Regions from separate parts of the Mus musculus genome. Here all the other regions are linked to region 3. The links are chromatin contacts, called in public promoter capture Hi-C maps. All regions are on one chromosome and are shown on one strand. Each heading gives the region's core, a stretch centred on a gene start, on an enhancer-like site or on the middle of the called end of the contact. The rest is flanking DNA. Distances are from core to core; before and after follow the strand shown. Region 1 holds the start of 4933434E20Rik (RIKEN cDNA 4933434E20 gene). Region 2 holds the start of Ints3 (integrator complex subunit 3). Region 3 holds the start of Mex3a (mex3 RNA binding family member A). Region 4 holds the start of Ube2q1 (ubiquitin-conjugating enzyme E2Q family member 1). Region 5 holds the start of Atp8b2 (ATPase, class I, type 8B, member 2). Region 6 holds the start of Dennd4b (DENN/MADD domain containing 4B). Region 7 holds the start of Rps27 (ribosomal protein S27).

Region 1 (3,295 bases), core at 375-2,874, 1.5 Mb before region 3:
CAAGAAAAGCAAAGCACTTAAGGAGAAAGTTTAGACACTACTAGATTATTTACTTTTACTATTCTTTTTTTGGTTTTTCATGTCAAGGTTTTTCTACATTGCCCTGGCTGTCCTGAACTAGCTCTGTAGACTTGGTTGGCCTCAGAGATCCACCTGTCTCTGCCTGAGTGCTGGGATTAAAGGTATGCTCTACCAAGCCCAGCACGATTATTTAATTTGTGGACGCAGTCTGATGTGGCACATTATCTTGGTAATCTCATTACTTGTACTGTCCTTGCAGGAGGGCTGCTTTGAGGTTCCGTGGTGAGAGTTATTGGGTTACAATTGGGTGTTCAGTATGTCTCAAAATACAAAACAAAGAACAATAACAACATTAAAAAGTTGTTAGGTAATTTCTTTCTTTGGCTTTAGGTTTGACTTGAAAAGTATAACTAGGTGATTATTGCCCCGCCCCTTGCTTTCAGCAGTGTCAAGGATTAAACCCAGTCGTCTGCATTCTAAGCAAGCACAATGGGCATCTTTAAAATTCTGCAAAGGCAACCATTCTCACAACGCTGGAACCAACTGTAAGTGTTCTCAGCATCATGCTTAAACTAAAGCAACATGAAATATTTAGTAATTTTAGTTGAAGATGAGACATTTTACAGCTGAATTGGTTTAAATCTTAAGGTACATGTTGTGGAGCAGCAGTGAGCAGGAAGTTATTGCTTAGACTGTGGAATGAAAGGAAGCATATGAATAAAAGTCTTCTTTTAAAGTCCGAGAAAAATCTCCTTGTGCCAAAGAACAGGTTTACCTTGCATTCTAGTGACCTACCTTGGGGGCATTGTGTCCTACAGGAACATGAGGTCCCCTTCTAGATTTCATTGCAAAGCGCATGATTTGTCTCTTCACAAAAATAAACAGCAGTACGAATACCTGCCCAAAGAGATTAGAGCCATTTTAGTAATAGCAATAATTTTTTAAAATGTTCACTTTCAAAATCCCTGGGTTTAGGCCTTCAGAGCTGGATGCTTTGGGGCGAAGCCGGGTCGCTAAGGACGGAGGTGGGTCAGGGGCTAGTAACGGAGAGGCATGTTAATCTGGGCTCTAGAATTTAAGAGGGAGGGTTCTTACTTAGAGCCAGGCAGCTTTGACTTAAAGATCTCAGACTGTCTACGGATACAATTCGGAAGTCCAGAAACAAAACAAGTTAAGTGGCTGAAGAACAAAGACAGAACGGCTCAGGAGCCTTCTTTTCAGGAGTCCGGCTCAGAGGGTCGGGACTCAGACAAATGCCACAAGAGGAAGAGAATGGGGATCTCACCAGGCTCCCGTACGCCATCACCAGCACGACATTCACTCCAGAAAGCCAGTTACTACTAGACGCCATCGCCTCTCTCTCCGGGAACACCTGCTAGGACAGTCCCGCCGCGCTCGCGCGTTAGCCCAGGCTCTGCCGAAGCCAGGGAACCTAGGTTCCCTGGAGCTCTCCGAACATTTCCATATGGTTTTCGATTAAAAAAAAAAAAAAAAAAAAAACCAGGCTAGAGTCCGTCAGAAAACATGGTGGATGGGGGCGCTAGTTAAGCATCGGACCTTCCCGTCCCATTTCCCCACCCCCACCCCCTCCGCCACGTGACTTATGTCCGCAAAGGTACCTGGGAGTGCGGAGACGCGGAACTACGCCAGTAAGAGGAAGCCGAGACCTTACTGGAGTCACGTGATGGAGGCGGATCCGTGCGGGGCGGGGCGGGGGCGGGGCGGGCGCGCGGAACTCAAGAGCAGTGTTTCGTGGCGGGGAGGCGCGCGCACGCTGACGTGCGCGGCCCTTTCGCGTCACGTGCTGAGGGACGCAGGAAGGCAAGTGGGAGGGGGAAGGCGCGAGAGCGAGCGCGAGAGGGAAAAGGAGGGAGGGGGTGGGGAGGAGGGAATCTTATATCACGTGACAGGGGCGGCGCGGCCCGGGGTGTCAGTGTGGAGGAGACTGAGGTAAAGTTGGGAGCGCAGCGGCGTTGGCGGCGGCGGCGGCGGCAGCGGCAACGCGGCGGGGCCGGGTATTGTCCGCGGCCCCTTTAAATCCGCGATCCCCTTTTTACCCTCCCTTCTTTTCCTCTGTCCCCTCCGTATTCCTGTCCCGCGGTAGGCCCCCCCCACGCCGTGTGTCTCCCCACTGTACACCCTCCCTTCTGGTCTTGGGAACCCGGGCGTCCAACCTCCCCACCTCGAATTGGCCGCCGGGGGTTTTGTTTATAGTTGGGTTCGCGGCCTACTGGGCCGCGCCAGAGCCGGGGCCTCGATTTGGGAGCGTGGCCGGGGCGGGGCTTGGGGCAGCCGGAGGGGGGGGGCATGTGGCTAGAGCCTGAAGGGGGAGAGCGAGAAAGAGCGCGGGCGAGCGAGGCCTGGGCCCAGCCTGAGGTAGGGTTGTTTAGGAGGGTCAGTGTCTTGTGGAGAAGGCCTCCTCCCTCCCCAGTCCTCTCTGGGCCTCTGATCCGGATCCGGCCTGGTTTTGGGGGCGGAGGGGGGGTGGCGATGGGGTGGAGCTGCCCCAAACTCCCCCATGTGGCCCTCGGTTTGGAGTGCGGAGGATTAATTTGTTCCGGGTGGGAGGTAGAGAAGCGAATGGCCCCATGGGCTCTAGATGTGGCGCGGAGGGGGGTGAGTCTCCCATCCTCCGCGCGTGGGCTTCTGTCCTCTCTGTTCATTTCCAGCCTCTTTGTCAGCTCCTCTTATTACCCTGCCTTCTTTCTTACCGACCCTGGTCGTGGAATATATTTTCGCTGCAGTCTTTGACTTCCTGTTGTCTATACTGTAGTTTTGGCTACCCAAGCAGTTATCTTATTTGGGAAGCTGGACATGGAGGCCCCCGTGGATTGTGTTGCGCCTAAGGGATGTCACTAGACTGGGCATTTGTTCATTTTTCTCATAATGGGAATGGAATTCCAAATTTCTTGAGACCCTTCACCTGGTGGACAGCCCCTAAATTGTTTTGCAAAGTGATGTCACAAACAAGAGACTGTTTTCCACGATTCTTAAAATTTAGCAACCTCTGGTGTAGGTTGTTGTGGAAAGAAAAAACAGTTAAAGGCGATTTTGTTAAATTTGTTTTTGCCTTTGACTCACTGACTACTAAATGGAGAGATTATTTTTTGTCTCCACCTCCCATATTCTGCGTTGGGGATATCTGCTGTGTCTTGCTGGGAGGGGGGTATGAGTCAGTTTGACAACCAGCATTAGAGATTAAAATATTTGGATGTGTATCTGTTGATAAGACTGTGTTGTGGGTCCTATACCACTGTCTTTAATTATAGATCAT
Region 2 (3,060 bases), core at 551-3,050, 1.9 Mb before region 3:
CAGGGCTACTCTGTGTAGCCCTGGCTGTCCTGGAACTCACTCTGTGGACCAGGCTGACCTCGAACTCAGAAATCTGCCTGCCTCTGCCTCCCAAGTGCTGGGATTAAAGGCGTGCGCCACCACTTCCTGAGTGAATGCAGCTTTGCAGATGGAAGGCAAGCACCCCAGCGCCAGCCCCCACTACACTATACAGTGCTTATTTAAAGATGCTATAAAGCACAATTGTGGTGGTGCACACATGCAGTCCTAACTCTTGAGAGGATCAGGAAAGTCATCCTTACCTACATAGGAACAAGTGTCTCAAAAAACAATAAATGAATTTTTAAAATTAAAAAAAGCACATGGAAGTTCCCTGGCAGGGCATTTACCTATTTTGAATTCCTGAGTTCAATCATCAGTACCACAAACAAACCCAGTACACTTCAAAAAAAAAAAAAAAATGGAAAGAATATTCAGTATTATACATCTTTTTTCCTTCCTTCTTTTCTTTTTTCTTTTTTTTTTTTTTTTTTTGTTTTTTTGAGACAGGGTTTCTCTGTGTAGCCCTGGCTGTCCTGGAACTCACTTTGTAGACCAGGCTGGCCTCGAACTGAGAAATCCACCTGCCTCTGCCTCCCGAGTGCTGGGATTAAAGGCGTGCACCACCACGCCCGGCCCTTTCTTTTTCTTCTTTCCATCCAATACATGTGTCCCGGTTATATTAAGCTATTGTAATGACTTGTTTGTAGTTCCGAGGCTGAATCAGTCCTTTACCTAGAAGTTATTCAAAGCTTACTCAGGAGGATTGTAGAATGCCAGAAGTGTATTTGGAGATCGGCCAGTCCGGGTCTTATTTTATTTGTAATTAGGATACAGAAGTCCCTGGGAGGCAGAAAGAATGCCACAAAAGTGAGGCCAGCTTGGGTTCAAGAGTGCTTCACTCCCAAAACAGTAGCTATGGAACTTGGAATTCTTCCAAGGACATTGTTAACAATTTACCTGCCCACTGGCCTTGAAAATGGATAGTGCAGGAAAATAGGCCTATATCTACAAATGGGGGACGGAAGGGGAACATGAATTTGATGGGCCAGCTTCCCACGTATTAGGATGGCAGGCATATATTACCACACCCACCTTAGAGCTGTGGACAGCAATAGGCTCATACGCCTAAAAATGAAAAGTTCTGTTGAGAGACGCACGGTAAAAGAACTCTCATACAATCAAGCCCTACTATGATCACAACAAACCACAACTCTCAATGGATTGTGTGTGTGTAAATACAATAGGCTTCAGTGACATTTGTCAGTCCCAGAGTCTCAAAAGACGAGGTCCCATCACTTAGTAAACTGTGTTAAAGCGAGTGCTGGTACGATTCTAACTATTTGGTTTGCACTAGAGAATCAATGCACTTTTTTTGTTTTCAAATTGTTACTAATAATTGCACACCCAAGAGCTCATACAATCGGCCGCGTGTAGCATTTTTAGTTCAGGAAGTAGCTTCAGACCCTGAGGGCGTTTGCTACGCGACTGCGTAGGGGTTGGGACTCGGCAGCTCCTTTTCCTGAATAGACACTTATGGGCTAGGTTTCCATCCTCCCAGCCTACTACCCAAGGACAACGTTCCGAACACCTGTAGGGAGTGGAGCAAGAGGGAAACGTCGCGCATGCGTGTTGGCGCGCGCAGGCGCAGCCCGGCTTTTTCCGGATCGCCCAGCAGTAGCACCCACTCCGTACCTCCCGTCCCGCCTCCAGATGCAGAGGAAGGATGCGATTGGGCACACTTGTTGCCCGTCAGACCAGACTCAATTCTTCTCCCTACAATTGGCAGCCCGGGAAAAGGCCAGTCCGCCGTCGTCGGCTTACTCCTTAGAGACCTGGCGCCACCGCGGAAGCCGCTATTGGCGGACGCCCGGGACCGCGACTGCTCACTTCCGGCGCCGGCGACGACTCTGCCCGCTCGGGCACTCTCAGCCTCCCCCGCCCTTCCACCATGGCCGCCTCTGTGTGGTGTGGGGAGAAGCTGGTCCTCCCATAGCGCTCCTGCTGCATCCTCACCCGCTAGGGGCCGGATTCCAAGGAACCGCGTTTCCCAATCCCGCCGGGAAGGTTTCCCACTCCCAATTCAGGGCCAGGACTCCTTCCCACGCCTCGAGAGGCAGAAACTTAGGGTTTCCCCTCCTTTCAGGATAAGAAGCCAGAGGGTTTCCCCCTCCACTTCTGCAAGGGTGGCAGCCTTGCCTATCTCCCTGCAGGACACAAGACCCTTAGTCTACCATACTTCTGCGCAAAAGCTTTGCCCCAGCCCGGCCACTCCTGAGGGAGCATCTAGAGAACCCGCGCCTTCCCCCTCCGCAGGAGAGGAGGCAAGAGTGCGGAAAGCCAGGCCTGTCGGCCTCCCTCCCACTTGTTCCTCTTGCTCCTCGTCCTTGGCAAGCCAGAGTTCTCCATTTCTAGGACTTAACACCCGTCTACTCCCTTGACCTCTTCTGGTCTCTTGGCTGCAGCCATGGAGTTACAGAAGGGAAAGGGGACCGTAGCAGCTGCTGCATCAGGAGCAGCGGGAGGTGGAGGAGGAGGAGCGGGAGCAGGAGCCCCAGGAGGGGGGAGGCTGCTACTTTCAACCAGTTTGGATGCCAAGGATGAGTTAGAGGAGGTAGGTGTGGGGGGTGGGGAAGGGAGTAAGGAATTGGGTTGAGGAGGGATGCTGGATCGCATATGGGGTGGGGGTGGGGAGAAAAGGCCTTCAAGTTTATTTTATTTATTTATTATTATTATTATTTTTTTTTTGTAAGGCAGAAACATTGCTCTTGCTTCCTGCTTCTGGAGGAAGAAGTGTGGGTCAATTTCCTGGACAGGTTGCCCTAGTAACAGCTGCCGCTATTAAGAAAATGGGTGTGAGGGGTGTTGGTTACAGAAGGGATGTAGCATCAGTACTGACCAAAGTTATTTTCATTTCTTCCCACATACACACCAATAGCTATCTAAAATATCCACCCTATTTGAGAGTGTTAAGTTGAAAAGTATATATGTGTTTACAGGCAGGTGTCTGAGGATTGGCAACTTCCTACAGACTTGGCCCCT
Region 3 (3,579 bases), core at 444-2,943:
ATATTCCAAGTGGAGGTTTCTGTCCTGTCCCCCTTCACCGACATGCCCTTCCTGGCCTGTCCCATGAATTCACTCAGAGACTTCTCTGCAGACCCCTAGCTCCAGGCCGTGGCCAGCCCAGAACAAAAGCAAGACGGAGGAGGAGAGGCCCACGCCAAGACTGGTACTTCCTCAGAAATTCCCCTCCCCAAACACAGGGGCCCTCCAACTTCGGTGTGTAAGCGACCAAGGGACCCCTCTTTGCCAAGGGCTCCCTCATCACCTCTCCCCAGACTGGGACCCTCCCCTGGGCCACACCCCCTTTCATTCCTACACTCAGCCCAACAAAGAGGCAGCTCTTCAGTCGGGCTTCGTGGACTAGGTCTCCCTCAGAGTCCCCAACTCCAACAGCAGAAGGTCCCAGGAGTGCCCCCTCCCCAGTATACAAGCAGAAACTAGAGTAGGGGCTCCCAAGTAATTGCACATTCCGTCAGTCCTTCCAGCCAGGAGCCGACACCCCCTCCGCACAGACCCTGGGATTGGGAGGCAGCTCCCCCTCCCCTTTCCTCTCCCAGTTCCAGGATATTTCTTTGTCTACGGGCGGAGCCCCAGGGGAGGAAGGGTCCCGAGAGTCGTCCCGACTAGGGGTAGCAGGGAACTTTGTGGCACTTGGAATCTGGGCAGGGGGCGGGGCCCCCTTTGTCGGGAAGGGACAGAGCCAGAGGCGCGCAAAGAAGGAAGCGATGAACTTTCCGTGCCGGGGACAGCAAGCCCCCACTCCAACCCTCGCAGTGTCCAGACGCCCGCTTACCTTGCCTGCCCACGATCTCGGCCACGTGCTCGGAGGTGGGCACGGGAACGCACTCCGTGGTGTTGCTGCTGCCCTTCAGTCGCAGCTCGGCCTCTTTGTAGAGCGCGCAGAGCTTGGCGTCGTTCGCCCCTTTGGGGGCGGTGGGGGGCTGGGGCGTCTGCGCCGCGGGGGCCGCGCTCGGGGCGGCCGGGGCCGCCGCGGGCGGCGGCGGCGGGGCCGGCTGCGGGGGGGCGGCCGGCTGCGCGGGGGCGCCGCCCCCCCCACCTCCCCCGTCCTCGCCCGCCGTGGGGGCGGGGGGCTCCCCCAAACCCAGGAGGCAGAGTTGATCAAGAGCCAGCTGAAGGGCGCGCTCGTCTTCCAGCAGCCCTCGGTCCTTAGCGCTTCCCCCGAAACATCCTAGTTCTCCAAAGCCCCCATTTCTTTCCATTATTCCAGATACCACTAGACTAGGCATGGCGAAACAAAAGCTGGGGGAGAGAGGGAGAGAGAGAGGTGGTGGAAGGGAGAAGAGGAGAGAGGAGGGGAGGGGAGAGGAGAGGAGGGGGTGTGTGGGGAGGGGGAACAAAGAGCTGGGGAGGGGGGAAGAAAGCGAGATAGAAAGATAGACCCACCCCTAAGCCCCCCTCCCCAAGCACCCTGTAACCTGACTCCCCTCGCCCCAGCCCCCGGGTGGGGGTGGGGGAAAAGAAGCAAAACCAAGAAAGCAGATCTCCTCTCGCTCCGGGGTGACGGGGTGGGGTGGGGGGCTGCGGGCCCTAGCCCCCACCCCTCCGCCTCGGACCCAGAGTCTCTACCCTCCGCCGAGCAGACGCCCCCTTAGGTTCCCGCACCGAGCCCCAGTCCCGGAGCGTCGCTCAGTGGCCCCCAATAGAGCCCAGCCCCTTCCAGCGCTCAAACTCTTTTGTTTTAAATGAACTGGATGGAGCAGCATGGAACTGACGGGAGGGGGGCGCGCCGGGGGCGCCCGGGGCATGCCGGGAGTTGTAGTTTCCCGCCCTCGGGCGCGGGGAGGAATTCCTCAACCCGGGCAAGAAGGGGATTGCGCCCCTCGGGCTCTGCCCACTGGTCACGGGAAAAGCCTCGGGTGGGTTGGGAGTTGTGGTCCGAGAAATTTTAGGAGCTGGCAGTATGCGGGAAGGGAGCGGGTGTGGAAAGGCGTTTCTCCTCTGCCCGCGGGTCCCGGGCCTCTTTCTTATGGTAATGAGGGCCGGGGCGGAGCGGCCTCGTGGCTGCAGTGCCCTCCCTCCTCCCGCGCGCGATCGCGGAGTCCACGGGCTCGGGCCTCTGGGAGAGAGCTGGTGGAGCAGACAAAGCCCGCGGCCGCTACAGTGGGAGGAGCAGGTCTCTGCGCTGTGTGGGGGCCAGGAAGGGGCGTTCGGTTGGGGGTGGGACCCCCGGTAGAGGATGTGGTTCCCTCTCTTCTCGGAGGTAGCAAGCCCTTCCCCCTCCCCCAGCCCCCCAGTTCCGGGATCTCAGAGGCCACGACTGGGAGGTGAGTTAGTTCGTGCCCCCGTGGTCCGTGCAGTGACCCGGGGAGGATGAGGAGGCGTGGAGGGAGAGGATGGGGGTGGGGGCTGATCCGGGAAGCCAGAAGGGTCCTAGAGGCTTCGTATGGCTTAATTTGGAGCCTTGAACCTTGAGTAACAGGAGTGAGATTGGGGGCCCCTGAGAACCCAGGTTTTTTATTTTTACTTTTTTAGACCTGAGCCTCGAATATAGTGGAGGAAATCTTTTGTCCCTTAGGACGGTCATTTCGCTGTTTCCTTTGCCTCCTTTATAAACCAGTAATTCAGCCCTTTTAACCCTAGAAATATGGCGAAAGAGATCATAAATAAGCTTTTAAGATTTGACTGTTAAGAGGGGAGTTAGAGTGTACTGCATTCTTTTCTCTTTCTTTCTTTTTTACTTCCCCCCTACTCTGTATCTTCTGGTTTTTGTTTTTGTTTTTCTTTCAAGAGAGGGATGGGATCTAAAGGTCTTGTGGTCAGGCTCAAGGAGTCACCTCCCCAAGTTGGATCACAGTAGATGGGTATGCTGGGTGGGTAGGAGTCCCGCCCCTGCCCGAGGGGTTTCCTTTGGGAAATCTGAGCTAGTCTAGAGGAAAAGTTTTGCATGAAGGTAGGGCAGTAGATTGACAATGGGGATGTCAGGAGGCACAGTGAGGCCAAAGGCCAGGAGGGCTGAGCTCAGGCCCGGTCCTTATAAGCTGATTTTTGGAAAGTGCGTTTGCACAGCATTTGGGAAGGCTGGAGTCTGAGCTGAGTGGTCGGTGGGTATGAGAGTTGTGGCTCTCCCCCTTCGGTATAGATGGTGAAGGAGAACTTTGAGCTGAGGGACCTGGCTAGCTAGAGTAGGGGAGGAGGTGCCCCACATGGAGGACTTTATGGGAGTGGATGCTCTCGCCTTCCAGCAGGAGTGGAGGAAGGCTTCTGACTCCTGTTCACCTCTCTCCCAGGAACCTGGACTTGGGCGCTGGGAGTTTCTTTGGAGAAAGTTTCTACTGGAGACCAGGTGACGGTGGGGCTAACAGCTGTTTGCAGCTTTCCTGTCCTCACTGAAACCAGATTCCCCCCAGAGTTTGCCCCATCTCTGATTTCCTCCTCACTAAACCAATTAAGGCAGGAGGTTAATGACCAAAAAAGCCTTGGGGATTTGATCGGGGAGGAAAACAAAGGGCAGAATCTATGAGTGGAGAGAGGATGCTGCTGAAAGGGAAAGGGACAGACTGAAGGTGGAGCGGGCAGGGTGGCACCCCACTGGAATCTCCCCCCACCCCCCCACCCCACCCC
Region 4 (3,153 bases), core at 40-2,539, 1.2 Mb before region 3:
AGCACTGTATCGCGCAGTACCAGCTGTTATAAAATTGCACCCAACAATTTCCTCAAGGGACACTAGGGAATAAAATAAGGCAGGACGCATGGAAGATGCCTCCTGACCAAGGATAGGTAGGATGGAACGATGCCTACTGGGGAGCGATGGCACTGCTGCCGCTCAAAACACACATTGCTGTCACCACCAGAAAAGGTGACAGTCACCTAGGATAAGCAGATGTGACCCCAGGAGTGGGGAGGAAGTGGCAAAGCTGCTACGAGCCAAGGCAAAAAGAGGAATTAAAGGTTAGTTACACCAGAGTTAGTAAGAGGAGATCCAACGTGGGGTCAATGAACGGCACTATTCTTTAGTGAAATTCAGGGAGCAAAGAGGGGTTGTACGAGGGATGCCTAGGCAGGGAGCCTACAGGTGGGTACATATAAGTGGAAAGAACTACTGAGAAGGGTCATTATGGAACCGGGCTGAGTTCCAGGCTACGTCCTTCCAGCACAGGCCTGGAATCTTATTAGAGTTGGGGTGGGGAGAAGAATGGGTCATTTCTAGGTGACATGGTAAAGTTGTGGAGGAGTAAGCAGAAGGAGCCAAAATCATAAAACCTGAGGTGTGGGTGGATTCATAGGAGGAGGTGGTTGAGGGGCCACATGTCCCGATGTCCCTTGCTCTCAGGGGTCAACAGTAGAGACTGTGACTGCACCACAGAACCTCAAGCTGAAGAAACAAGTGTAGCCTGGAGAGAAGGAGCCAAGCACCAAGAGGGGGGCTCTGGCCTCCGGGTCCTTCGAGAGCAGGAGGTTGTATGGTGTGATTTCGATCACCAGACAAGGGACCCCCAGCGTGGCGCAAGCGAGGTCCTCACCGTGATGTTGCAGTGGATGCGGACGGGGTCCCCCGGCACCGATCCCCGGGAGGGGAGATGGGGTCCGGGCGCAGCCCCGGCCCCGGCCCCTCCGGCTCCGGCCAGCAGGAACTCGCAGCTCAGCTCGTCCAGGCAGGCGCTGGCAATGCGGAAGCGCTCGTGGCCGCGGTGGAAGATGGACTCGAGCAGCTTCAGCTCCCGCCTCAGGCAGGGCCCTGGCCCCGGGCCCCCTCCCGGGCCGCCCCCGGCCCCCGGCGCCGCCCCCTGGACCCCCAGTTGCTGCCCCGGCCCCGGCTGCTGCTGCCCCTGCGGCTGCGGCTGCTGCATCCTCCGCTCCGCTCCGCTCCGGGGCCGGCGGGCCGGGAGCCTCCGGCCTCCGCTCCGGGCTCCGCCGCCGCCGCGGTCCGCACTTCCTGATCCCCCCTTCGCCAAGATGGCGCCGCCGCCACCTCCGGGACAGGCCCCCTCCGCTCGCCGGCCCACCCCCCCCACGGCCGCCGGAAGCCGCGCGCCCCTCCCCCTCCGCGGCGGCCCCGCCTCCGGCCTCACGTGACCTCTGAGCTCCGGCCCCCGGCACGTGATCCGCGCGTCTTTCCCGCCCCCCGGCCCGCGCCTGTCACCCTCCACATGTGACCCTAGGCCCTCGCCTCGCTGCTCGAAGCGCTTCCGTGCGTGTACGTGCGTCGTGCGTGACCGTGCACCGGGGGGCCTTTGCCAGCGCTTCCCTGTCACATGGCCGGCGTCTCTTGTCACGTGGCCGGTGCCTGTGTTCCCAGGGGCTCCCCGCGCGGGACTCTGGCTTCCTGCTTGCGTCCCGCGGCCCCCGCGTGCGGCGCATGGCCGTGTCTGTCCTGTATTCCCATGGGGGTCGTCGGGCCGGGTCACCGGCCTCCGCGTCTGCGGCGGGAAGGCGCCTTTCGCTACGGTCGGAGAAACGGACTTGGATCTCCCTGCGGTTCCTCTATGGTGTGTGACCTTGGGTTATCTACGCTCCTGGGGAGCCTCAGTTTCTCCATCACAACAATGGCACTGTACAAGACGGGGAGGCCTCTTTAGCCTGTTCCCAAAGGCTCTGTGCAGGGATACTGAAGTATCGAGTATGGTCGCTGGTCAGCTACGTCTGAGGGGACAGATGGTGCGGCTTCCTCCACAGAATCACAGGGCTTCGTTATGTGTGAGTGCAGAGTACTAAGCTAGGGGTTGCATAGACGACACCCACGCCTACCTGCTATTCTTCTTCCCACCTCGTCGCACTGATCCTGAACGGGGCTTGAAGTTTGCGGCAGTACCTCGTCGTTCCCACTAGGTGGCACTATCACAAAGGACAACGGAGGGTCCTGAAACCCAGAGCTGCAAACTGGCAGGTGCCAGGATGTTGTAAGGCCTGATGGGTTTGGGACCAATTCATCATGTGAGCCGTTGGCCCGTCTACCGTCACCACCTCTATGTTTTTTGGAAGCTGACTGTACCTTGGTGCTGGGCTACTGATTCACTCAGTGATGTTAGCAGAAAGCTTTACTAGGCCAAGTTTAACTCCGTATGTTTTAAGAAATTCGTGTTCTTTGAGCCTGGGGGGATGAGTGTGGGTGTGTGGGTGGGGCTGGTTTTTCTAATGACCAGAGCAGCCTGAACATTTAGCTGCATACCATCTTTGTGCCTATGTCCACAAGCTGGAAGCATAAAATACTAGGGTAAGCCAGTCCTAGCAGAACAGGGTTGTAGTCGCAACTATCTAGGAGAGTCAGAAGGCCAAGGCCTACCTGGATAACTTAGTAAACTCCTTTCTCGGCCAAATAACTAATAAATAAGGGCTGAGGGTGTGGTAGAATGCTTGCTTAGCTAGTAGAAGCTCCAAATTTGACACCCTCCCCCATCATCACACACAAAAAGAGTAATTGTAAAAAGTCTAATTTATCAAGCATTCCCCAAGCCAGGAATACTAAGCAAATATTTCTAACCCTTAACACCATTGCAAGGTGAGTGCTTTAACCTGTATTTTACAGATAAAGGTCAGGATGTATAGATACTGAGCAGAACTTCTAAGTCTGTCTCCACGTCCTTTACCCTGTTCTGTCTGCTTGCCTGCTTCCTTTATTGTTATTGTCAGGGTCTTGCTATATAGTCCAGGCTGGCCTGAATCTTATTCTCTTGTCTTAGCTTCCCAGTGCTTAACTTATAGGCACACATGCACCACCTTGCTCAACTCCCCTATTCTACTAGCCCCACACACTTCCTTTTAGAACTTTTCACAGATCACATGACCTTTAGCCCTTACCCAAGGAACTGGAACTTTA
Region 5 (3,186 bases), core at 10-2,509, 1.4 Mb before region 3:
AAGGACTCCAGACTGGTCTTCTACCCTGGGAGCTTCCAGGCACGCAGTTCCTTAAAGGAGCCGCCAGAGGGTGTGCACGCTGGCTTTGGGAAGGTTTCTAGAATCGGGTGGGTGGAGGGATCCTAGGATCCTTTGAGGGGTAGGGCCTGGGAGCTTCTCGAGAGAAGCTTGGTTTCCTCTACTCTCCCTTCTTCACTTTTTCGTCTTAAGACGAGGTCTCCCTATGGAGTACTGAAATCTTCTATGCAGACCATAACGGCTTTGACTTCAGCGTGTTACTCAACACACCTAACAAGAGTGAATCTTTTTTTTTTTTAATGGTTTTTCGAGACAGGGTTTCTCTGTATAGCTCTGGCTGTCCTGGAACTTTTTGTAGACCAGGCTGGCCTCCAATTCAGAAATCCGCCTGCCTCTGCCTCGGAGTGCTGGGATCGAAGGCGCACGCTGGGACCAAAGGCATGCGCCACCACGCCCGGTTTAAGAGTGAATCTTTTTAACAAACAAAACCCAGTTTAAGTTTGACTCGGAAGTGATGGAGCACGCCTAGGGTCTCTGAGAATTTCAGGCCTTTCAGAGCTACATAGTGAGACATCCCCTCCCACTGACTCAAAACAACAACAACAACACAACAAAACCACTCGTACTTTGTGGCATTAGGGATTTGATTTAGGGCCTAGGCAAGGGCTCTGCCTCGGAGCTATCTTCCTGTCTTCTGGCTGCCAGCTCGGGAAATCTCTACGTTTCCTACCTTTGGCCTGACAGGAGCGCCAACGACCTCAGATAGTTCTTCGAGGTGTGTGTGTCCGCGCGCGTAATATACCACCCAAGGGAATGTGGTAAGGGGCAAAGTCAACTACTTATCGTCAGGAGAACCAAGTGGAGAAACTGAGGCACAACTCCCAGTCAATGCATAGCTGTGCCTTTTCAGGAAGTGAAAGGCCTTGAGATGAGCCAGGGCGAGGAGGGAAGCACAGCAGAGACTTGGGCTAGAGAGAAGTGTGCTACGGGGCTTCTTCATCACTACTCCCGCATCAGGCTCCTCCCCGAAGATGGTTTCTGGCAGAGAAAGCAGCATTCGCTCGGTTTCTGGCTTCCAAAATAAAGCAGCAGCATCCCAGCGTCCTCCAGCCTCGCCGATTGTGTGCGTGTCCCGGCTGGAGCTTGGGACCCCCCCCTTCCCTACGCACCAAGATGGCGCACGCCGCGCCCCTCACCTCCCCAAAGCCCCTCCCGCCCCCCGCCCGTGGCCGCAGCCGTCACTTCCGCCCCGCGGCCGAAACTGACACAAAGTAGCGGGCCGGGGCCCCGGGGGGGTCAGGAGAGCCGGGCTGCTGTGGGGGGGCGGGAGCCTGCGGGCAGCGGAGCCGAGCGCCCCCGCCCCAGCCCCCGGCATGGGCCGGACGGGGCCGCCGGGCCGAGCGCCGCGCGCGGAGCGCTAAGGTAAGGCGCTGCCACCGTGGGGCCGGGGGTGTGGACCGGGAGGGTCGGCTCTGGGAGGCGCGGGCAGCGGTGCCACGGGGAGCGGCTGTGGGAGGCTGGAGAGAAGGGCTACCAGGATGGAGAGAACCGGTAGCTGTGCGCAAGCTGGGAAAATGGGGCCCCGAAGGGGCGTGCGGAGCTGGGGTGTGAGGAGTAACCTGGTGCCAGCCTTTAGGTGCCTAGAGAGGGAGTTTGGGGCTGATAGGATTTGTCCCGGGAAGGTGGAGGTCTCTCTGTGCCCCAGGAAAACCAAGGGTGCCAGGGATGTTAGCTTTGGGAGCTCAGAGCTGTGTGGTGGGTCCTGGATACTGTCCTTGGAGAGGGAAGGAAGGTGGCCTCCGGTATTATTGTTTTCTCCTGTCTCGTCTATCTGCTAGCTTCCCCTGAAAAGGCTCTTGGTTGGAAAGGAGCGGAGGCCAGACCCAGAGGAGGAGTCTTTTTTCCTTCGTGGAGCGCTGCCTCTTTCCCATGGCTGGCTATTTTTATCCCAGATGTGGCTGCAGAGGGGGCTGGGGTAGGGTGACGGGGCAAGGCGACGTGGCTGGTGGGCCTAGTCGGTTTAGAAAACCAGGATATCCTGAGAGGGGGACCTTGTTACTGCACCCCTCTCGAGGATTGGGGCCAAAGTTGTTCTCAGTCTCCCCAGGGTCCTAGAGGTAAAAGTACTTTCCTGATCTGTATCCAGACTTGACGCTTGATGGTCAGCTTGCTCCACTGTTAACTCTTTCCAAGAAGGAAGACCCAGATGTTAGGGCTAACGATGCTTGATAGCCTCCCACTCGAGTGGGGCTGGGTAGGAGCCAGCAATGCCCACCCTGCATCCTCTCCTTTAGCGTCTGGTTCCACACTCCACCCTCCCCGTGACTCATGCTCTAGATTGGGTGGAGACCCTGGCTGGGGCCCTGGAAGAGGGTTTGGCATCGCCAAATTGTTCATGAGGTTTTTCTTCCAGAGCCAAGGGGGCAGCCACTGTTGCTTGCCACAGTTGTGGAGAGTCAGGAGTGAAAAGGACTTAGTGCCCCTCAGGACTGTCTGCTCTGAGGTCAAGGAGGGAGTGCACATTAGTGAAGGGAGAGCGGGAGAGGATGGCTGGGCTAGGACCACAGTCAGTAATTACAGAGATTGGGCAGACAGGCAATTAGTATCTCTTGGGACTGACAGGCTAGAGGCAAGGGAACTAAGGAGGGGCAAGGCTTTCCATCTGAAGGAAGAGGAGTTTCCTGTGGCCTGGACTTACACCTTTTTAGGAGAAAGTACATGAGAGGGTGGGAGGAAGCAGAGGCTCTCTTGAGCCTGTTCTTAGTGTCATTCTGACTGGAGTAGACTCGGGGTGAGAGAGAATGGTGACCCCTTAGCAGGACTGGGAAGACCTCTCTGATGGCCCCAGAGGGTGGCTGGACAAGATTGAGAGGAAATGGTTTGAGGACTGTCTGCAGGAAGTGGTGGCCATGTGTCTGATGAGAACCCTCCTGGGGAGGAGGTGATAATGGAAGCCCCAGTAATGAAAGTAGGGGTGGGGACATTAGGAGCTTTCTAGAAGGGTGGAACATGGCCACCCTGCTTCCTGATGCTCTGCCAGGTGTTTCCTGGTTCCTAGCTCTCCACCCAACCCACTAGGGCACATTCTGCTTTCTAGTACCGGCAGCAGCTGTCATTGCCACTAGGACGGCACACGGGACAGCCATTGTTCCTCAGGTGGATACCTTG
Region 6 (3,336 bases), core at 366-2,865, 1.7 Mb before region 3:
TTTTCCCTAGCTTAACTTTACCTAGTTGGCCAAGCAACCAGGACTTTCCCATCTCCAGGATCCTTAGGTGTCTGTAGTTAGGCACAAAGGGACTGTAGGAGTCAGCTCCAGTCATGCCATGCCCGCGCCACCCAGCCCAAGACAGAATCGGGGCCACAACAGCCTATTGGTAACTTATCTCACCTGCCTCCATGGCCTGACCCTGGGGAGTGGAAGCCCCAAGAGTCCTGAGGTGCCCCAGGGTGCTGAAGGTGGGAAGAAGCCTGGCGGGTAGCTTGCAAGGGGCTAGAGGCTGAGAGAGTGCTTCAGAGGGGAAGGGAGGCTACTTCCTGAAATGGCTGCGAAGGGGAAGCTGTCGCTAGCTCAGCATAAGTCAGCCTATGGGTGTGTGGTATCGCTGGGGGGGCGGGGGGGATAGTACTGTTTAAGGTGCCAGCACAGCATCAGACCAACGCAGACCTCCCACTAAGGGTCCTGTGCAAGGCAGGGAAGCTTTTAGTGTCTCCAGGATGCACAGTCTATTTAACCTCCCGCTCTTCCTCAGAGAACTAGAGCCAAACCGACTGTCTTCTCAACCTGGCCTCTGGACACACATGCCCCAACTCAAGCTAAATTTAGCTTGAGCTTCTCTACATCTGAGAGGTGAAGCCAGGAGTCAGCGTCAGCCTCCTGATTTAACTCCAGGACACAGCTCACTCTCTCATCCACTGCAGGCCAATAGTAGTTCTGTGCTCCAGACAGTAGGCAAAAGCCGTTAGATGAGACCCTCTATAGGCAAGTGGGTGGTCCCGGATCAACAGGACTTGTGTGTCCAGGCCTTCCCTTATCCAGCCAGGGAAGAGTCCTATAGAATGCAGCCCCTTCTCCCTTGGGGGAAAACAACGGCACTGGAGCCACTTTGGGTCCCAACGCCCACATGCCGAATGACGGGAAGTCGGGGCTAGGGCAGAGGGCGCGGCGCGGGGGAGGTGGCTGAGCAAGAGGCCGGAGGGCCGAGAGAAGCGCGCGCGGGGACTGCCGAGGACGTGACGGCAGCAGCGCCAGCAGCCGCGTGACCCAGGCGGGAAGGAGGGGTGCTCTGGCTTGAGCGCCCGCGGGAGCTCCAGGTTGTAGGATGTCGAGCACAGCTAGCTAGCTCTGGGTTGCGCCCTCCCCTCCACTTTCACTTCTCTGGGAGGGAGGAAGCGGAACCAGATGCGCAGCGTAGAACAGCTGGGGACAGTCCCTGGAGCCGCCCGCCCTCCGCCCGCCCTAACCCGCCCGCCGCCCCGCCCGGTCCGGCCCCTACCTGCCTGCCCTGGGACTCCCCAGCCGGCCCGCTGGCGGGTGGCTCTGAGGGCGGGCTGGCGGGCCGGCGGGCGGCTGGGCTGCTATCCAGCCCCGGACATGGCGCACTCGACTTAGGAGCCGCTCGCGCCCGGGCTGAAGGAAGAAGCAGCAGCCGAGGGCGCCGGGCACGGTGGAAGAAGATCTGGGCGGTCCCAGCGTCCCCGCGCGCTGCGCCACGCGGGGACTGCTGCCACACCACACCGCTAGTTCCAGCCGCGCGGTCCTCCCGGCTCCCACGTTGCTGGGGACCCCAAGCTCTTCAACGCGCCCTGCTTTCTCCACTCATACCCGCCCCCCACCCCCCCAGGAGCCGCGGGCGCCTCCGCTATTCTGCCCCCCCCCACACACCCGGGCCTGCGGCCGTGACCCTGGCTAGCGCCGGCCCAACACCCTGCCGCCTGCAGTGCGACCCCTGGTGGCTGGGAGGGCCCCCTGCAACCAAGCGGATTCCCACCACCCGGAGGAAAAAGCAAGACACTGACCCCAGATGGCCCCGAAGTCAGAGTCGGTGCTCCTGTCCTGCCCTACCGTCAGATGTGGCCACTGTGCCACAGCGAAGGCCCTGAAGACCTAGACCTGGGAAACCCAGGTGACTCCCCACTTCCACGTTTAGAACCCACTGGCCAGAGCCAGAAACTCTCAGTTCTTCTTTCGAGAAATGACAAGAACATTGAAAAAGAGGAAGAAAGGCATGAAGCCGAATAGTGGAGGTGTAGCACTCCTTTCACTATGCTGGGTGAAGTCTAACAAAGCCTTCGTGGAACATGGTTGTCTCCCAAGGATCTATTGCGTTAAACCCAAATGGAGCAGTGAAATGGATGAATCGACATACAGTCCTCAGAACATGAGATTGCTTAGGTCCCCCAAACATAAACCAAGTAAGCCAGCTAGGCCTGCTTACTTCTCTCTAGAAGCATCAACACTGGCAATAGCCTCCTCCAGGAGAGGGGAGGATTTTCTAACAGAAACAACTGTGACTTGGGACAACAGCCTCTCCTTACCCAGGGCTTCAGAAGAGTAACTTGTCAGGCTAGTCACGGTGCCCCATCCCCTGATGCTGCAGCAGGCAGGGCCTTAAACAAACAAGGGCACATAAGGTGACTTCCTGCTGCCTCGGTGAAGTCTGTATAGGCTTTAGGATACATCCAGTTTGGGACCTAAATCTGAGAATGGTGCTTCCGCACAAGCACAAAAGTTCTGAGAGGATTAACGCACACCCGTAGCCCTAGCACTAAGGAAGCCAAGGTGCCAACGGGCACGTGTGACTTCTAGGTAGTCTGCCCTATGTAAGAGAAATCCTGTCAAAAAACAAACAAACAAAAATGCAACACAAAAGAACCTATGGCACCAAACCTCCTTAGGTCCCCAGCCATGTACCAAATAGCCAAGCACACAAAAGGTTTAATAGGATTTTTTATTAACATATAATATATTTAATAAAAAATAATATCCATTCTGGCTCTCTCTTCCATTGCAAGGGGAAGAGAAATAGGGAGGGGCTGGTAGTGCCCATCCCTTCTGGACAAGCCCTCTCTCCAAGATTTCCCTCTACACCTTGCTTCCCAACAGGCTCTGACCTCCAGACAGACGGTTTTCAAAGTTACAAGTGCTTTTAGGCCCTCCCTTGAATTCCCCCAAGCCCACCAGACATACAGCATTCAGGGGCCACCTGGCCAAGCCCCTTCCCTTTCCTCAGTTTTAGGATCCTTCATTCATATTAGAAAAAGGATCTGGGGGCAGAGAGTAGTCTCTACTGGCCAGGGGGAAGGGATGAAGACTGATGGGACAGGGCCATGAAGAAGGATGGCAGTGAGGTCCCCTCACTGTAGCCGATCACTACGGAATGAGTCCTCCACAGCAGGGTCAGGCAGCAGGGCACAGGGGTCACTCAGCATAGTTAGTCCTTCCAGGCCCAGTGGCTCCATGCGCAGCTCATCTTCTAGCCCCAGGCCCAGCTCCAACCCAGATGCTGACACCTCAAAGCCAGGCACTCCAGCCAGGGCTGCT
Region 7 (3,343 bases), core at 29-2,528, 1.7 Mb before region 3:
CTGCCTCCCAGGTGCTGGGATTAAAGGCGTGCACCACCACACCTGGCCATGAATTTCATTTTTAAACCTAGAATCTATTTCCCAAGATATCTCTGCCATGTATATTGCCAAAATCCAAAATCAACATGCATTCATTTAAGCATGGACTATTTATTTATTATTTTATTTATAGACACTTGAATTCAGAGATCCACCTGCCTCTGTGTTGAGCAGCAAACACACAAATTTGTACAATGTGGTAATGGTTACAGCAGCTCCATAGTTAAATAACATACTTTTTGTTTTGATTTGGTTTTTAGAGACATCTCTTGTAGTTCTGGCTGTCCTACAACTTGCTAGATCAGGCTGGCCAGAACTCAGTCTCTTCCATGCTTTGCCAGAATGCAGTGATAAAGGTGTGACCAACCTCGTCTGGCCTTTAATTAGCACTTTAAAAGCAATGCACGTGTCAAGTGGTGTAAGGATATTTGATTTTATTCCTCAAAGGTAAAGAATTGTAAGAATACAAAGTCGGGCTCTATCTTTAGCACTGGAAAACAGCAGCAACAACAAAACAATAAAGGTAAACAATAGGGTTAGCTGCAGTGGAGCAAATATGAACAGGATTTGATTTTGTTGTTTTTTCAGACAGGGTCTCCTGTAGTCCACTCAGACCTCAAACTTGCTAGGAAGCCCAGTGCCTAGAATGATTTTGAACTCCTCGTCCTCCCGCTTCATCCTCTGAAGTTCTGAGATTCCAGCCTTGAGCCACTGACAGCACCACTGCGCCCTGCCCAGTTTACGCTTTGCACATTCTTAGCACGCACTCTACCTACCAGCGTAGTACACCCCCAGCTTCAAGCAGGTATCTCATTTTTTAAAAAAAAAAACCTATTTACGTCTAGAATTATTAATCAGCGTAAATCAAACCAACTGGAAAATGGTAAAGACTATCAATAACTAAAAATGTCATGGATAAAAGCTTCTCGCTGGTGTTCACCTGTGATGTTCCCATCACACTCCAGCTGTCAAAGCGTAGTCGGAAACTACGTGAGAAAAAAGTATCCATTTTTCTCGCCACAGCAGCTAAATTCTGAACTCAAAATAGAAGCTAACTCTCTCACCATGGCTACGCGCCCGCGACGCGAGGAGCCTTTACGGACCTTCTACAAATGGCAGTCAACGGGCATTCCGTTGCATTCGAACAGAGTAGAAGACCTTCCGAAGATGGCGAAGCAACACGGCTCGTCACTTCCTGTCCCATATCAGATATAAGGAACAGGATTTCCGCTTTCGCTCCTTTCCGGCGGTGACGACCTCCCTACGAGAACATGCCTGTGAGTTCCTTGGTCCAGGTTTCGACAGAGAACTCGCTCTTGGGTCCGCACGGTCCTCTTGCGCTAATTGCGGGTCCTACAGGGTCCACATGTGCGCTCTGCGTCTCTTAGGACAGTAACCAGAGCCGCGGCGGCCCACGGGTCAGCCGCGTAGACGGGAGCGGAGAGGAGATAAGATGGCGGCCCAGCTACGCAGACACCAGGGGCGGCGAGGGGCGAGTTCTCCTCGGTGTGTGCCAGTGGGGGCTCTTTCCCATCATCTCTTTCCTCCATTACCTTCTAAGTCTTTGCATTTCTGCCCCTTTTAGCTCGCAAAGGATCTCCTTCATCCCTCTCCAGAAGAGGAGAAGAGGAAACACAAGAAAAAGCGCCTGGTGCAGAGCCCCAATTCCTACTTTATGGACGTGAAATGCCCAGGTAAGGAAGTGGTTTTCAGCTGTGCGGGAAAACTAAACTGTACTAATGGTTGTAACTTAATTTTTGATTTTATTACGAGTTCAGAAGTGGTAACTTGGAGAGGAATAAAAGAAGTTAACATTTTTCTTCTCTTTTTTTTTCTTCCCAGGATGCTATAAAATCACCACGGTCTTTAGCCATGCACAAACGGTAGTCTTGTGTGTTGGCTGCTCCACTGTCCTCTGTCAGCCTACAGGTGGAAAAGCAAGGCTGACAGAAGGTGAGTGGTCTCAGTGTTGGGGTTTTGTTTGGCTTTGGGGTCCTAAGGTGAAAGGCTGAGTAGAATGCAAGGCTTCCGGCTGGTAAAGCCAGCTGCACTCCTGTTAGGAAGGTTTAGCACTCTGCAGATGAGGCAGGGTCAGTGGCAGGCAGAAGTAACGTTTGCATCTTTTTCTTCCAGGATGCTCCTTCAGGAGGAAGCAGCACTGAAAGCCCCTGATTGAAGATGAGTGGGAACCTTCCCAATAAACACGTTTTGGATATATAATGTTTGTCTTGTTTAACTGGTAGCAAGTGGTGCCTCACATATCCCAGGGCAAACAGAAGAGTGGTCCCTTTGGGGTCAAGTAAGTGGCCAAACACCTAGAGTCCATTGGGGGCATTTTTATCTAGATTCACTGTATAAATCTTAGACCATGGTTTAAAACTGGTGATAGTGTATAATTGGGCTTACTCTTCTATGTCTTTTTGGTAGTAACTTTTAGCAATGGTTATTGGAAACATTGTGTCATACAAAGGTGTGTGACAGTGGGGACTGTCTTTATTTAGGGATAATGGTACCCAGGCTGCTTTAATCCCAGTGCCTGAGAAGCAGAGGGTTACTGTTTTTCTGTGTGTTGTTGAGATGGCCTTAGGTAGCTTCAAGTGTATGTGACAGGATACCTGTCAAGTGATGGCATTGTAGGTGTGTACTGCTGTTGCGGTTTTTGTGGTGCTAGGAACAGACAGACACCGAGGGCTTCGGGAATCCAGCCTCAGAAATGTAATCTTTACACACGTGACTTAACCACCTAGGAGCTTTTATTTATACTTACTACAAACTTGATCTGGAGGTTTAGTTTTGTAGTTAGCTACTAAACTTGTGCAGGATTAGGCATCTCCAGTCCTCTACAGTTAGAGGGACGCTGACTACTAGGTTAGTGTTTTATACTCCATAACCAGTGTTGTAGCCGACTCTGCACTAGTGGTGGCCGTGAGCTCAGGAAGTGAGGGGGGGAACATGTGGCCGTGTAAGAACCTAGGAGAAAAAAAAAAGCGAGACAATCAAGGTGGTAACTTGGAGACGGACATATCTGAACTTGCGGAGTGAGGGCAGGTCTTTACCTGGCTGAGTTGTTCCTGTTGTTGGCACATAAACAACTGGAATAGTCTGAACCTTGTTCAGGAAGGCATTGTGTGCTGGAGAAAGGAAATGCCACAAAAAGGGCTTATGTGATTGTGCGCTTGCGGAAAGGCCTCAAAGATTACAGTCCATTCAGAAGTGAGATTTAAGGGCCAGCCAACAGACTTTAACAACAAGCCTGTCTTAAGTCCCCAAAACCTACATGGTAGAAGAGGGAGGTTTTTTCCCA

Evidence for each region. Promoter capture Hi-C pulls out the DNA fragments that hold promoters and counts their contacts.
Region 1: a contact with region 3 is called in a promoter capture Hi-C map of pre-B cells, with 4 times the contacts expected there. The contact joins the promoter of 4933434E20Rik here to the promoter of Mex3a in region 3. A contact is called at or near these places in 5 of 39 promoter capture datasets (cranial neural crest, liver, neutrophils and 1 more), 3 of 115 datasets of contacts at active chromatin or transcription factors (astrocytes, forebrain and pancreatic cancer cells) and 1 of 9 other capture datasets (adipose tissue).
Region 2: a contact with region 3 is called in a promoter capture Hi-C map of liver, with 2.9 times the contacts expected there. The contact joins the promoter of Ints3 here to the promoter of Mex3a in region 3. A contact is called at or near these places in 2 of 39 promoter capture datasets (cranial neural crest and liver).
Region 4: a promoter capture Hi-C map of liver shows a contact between it and region 3, with 5 times the contacts expected there. The contact joins the promoter of Ube2q1 here to the promoter of Mex3a in region 3. A contact is called at or near these places in 4 of 39 promoter capture datasets (the C10 cell line, liver and pre-B cells).
Region 5: a contact with region 3 is called in a promoter capture Hi-C map of cranial neural crest. The contact joins the promoter of Atp8b2 here to the promoter of Mex3a in region 3. A contact is called at or near these places in 3 of 39 promoter capture datasets (cranial neural crest, liver and neutrophils) and 1 of 9 other capture datasets (adipose tissue).
Region 6: a contact with region 3 is called in a promoter capture Hi-C map of pre-B cells, with 2.3 times the contacts expected there. The contact joins the promoter of Dennd4b here to the promoter of Mex3a in region 3. A contact is called at or near these places in 2 of 39 promoter capture datasets (liver and pre-B cells).
Region 7: a contact with region 3 is called in a promoter capture Hi-C map of second pharyngeal arch cranial neural crest. The contact joins the promoter of Rps27 here to the promoter of Mex3a in region 3. A contact is called at or near these places in 2 of 39 promoter capture datasets (liver and second pharyngeal arch cranial neural crest).

What each region holds. Positions count from the first base shown.
Region 1 is chr3:90,051,131-90,054,425 of GRCm38.p6, reverse strand. 4933434E20Rik (RIKEN cDNA 4933434E20 gene) reads right to left here and starts at 1,624. Exons shown (of 7, transcript NM_025762.3): 1 at 1,307-1,624; 2 at 817-918. The coding sequence starts at 1,372. It overlaps Ubap2l (ubiquitin-associated protein 2-like), which reads left to right and starts at 1,911. Exons shown (of 28, transcript NM_001165984.1): 1 at 1,911-1,971.
Region 2 is chr3:90,432,376-90,435,435 of GRCm38.p6, reverse strand. It overlaps Ints3 (integrator complex subunit 3), which reads left to right and starts at 1,800. Exons shown (of 30, transcript NM_145540.3): 1 at 1,800-2,632. The coding sequence starts at 2,486.
Region 3 is chr3:88,530,060-88,533,638 of GRCm38.p6, reverse strand. It overlaps Mex3a (mex3 RNA binding family member A), which reads right to left and starts at 1,693. Exons shown (of 2, transcript NM_001029890.3): 1 at 791-1,693. The coding sequence starts at 1,244. Gm38618 (a long non-coding RNA gene) reads left to right here and starts at 1,759. Exons shown (of 2, transcript XR_867447.3): 1 at 1,759-2,282; 2 at 3,246-3,579.
Region 4 is chr3:89,771,745-89,774,897 of GRCm38.p6, reverse strand. Ube2q1 (ubiquitin-conjugating enzyme E2Q family member 1) reads right to left here and starts at 1,289. Exons shown (of 13, transcript NM_027315.4): 1 at 860-1,289. The coding sequence starts at 1,186. It overlaps 4632404H12Rik (RIKEN cDNA 4632404H12 gene), which reads left to right and starts at 1,498. Exons shown (of 2, transcript NR_130957.1): 1 at 1,498-2,396.
Region 5 is chr3:89,961,411-89,964,596 of GRCm38.p6, reverse strand. It overlaps Atp8b2 (ATPase, class I, type 8B, member 2), which reads left to right and starts at 1,259. Exons shown (of 28, transcript NM_001081182.3): 1 at 1,259-1,440. It also overlaps the pseudogene Aqp10-ps.
Region 6 is chr3:90,263,514-90,266,849 of GRCm38.p6, reverse strand. It overlaps Dennd4b (DENN/MADD domain containing 4B), which reads right to left and starts at 1,615. Exons shown (of 28, transcript NM_001356483.1): 1 at 1,289-1,615. It overlaps Crtc2 (CREB regulated transcription coactivator 2), which reads right to left. Exons shown (of 14, transcript NM_028881.3): 14 at 2,725-3,336. The coding sequence ends at 3,150.
Region 7 is chr3:90,211,583-90,214,925 of GRCm38.p6, reverse strand. It overlaps Rps27 (ribosomal protein S27), which reads left to right and starts at 1,278. Exons shown (of 4, transcript NM_027015.4): 1 at 1,278-1,316; 2 at 1,625-1,733; 3 at 1,882-1,992; 4 at 2,173-2,259. The coding sequence starts at 1,311. The coding sequence ends at 2,201. Nup210l (nucleoporin 210-like) reads right to left here. Exons shown (of 40, transcript NM_029937.2): 39 at 3,096-3,170; 40 at 2,775-3,009. The coding sequence ends at 2,909. It also overlaps a transcript of Rab13 not described here.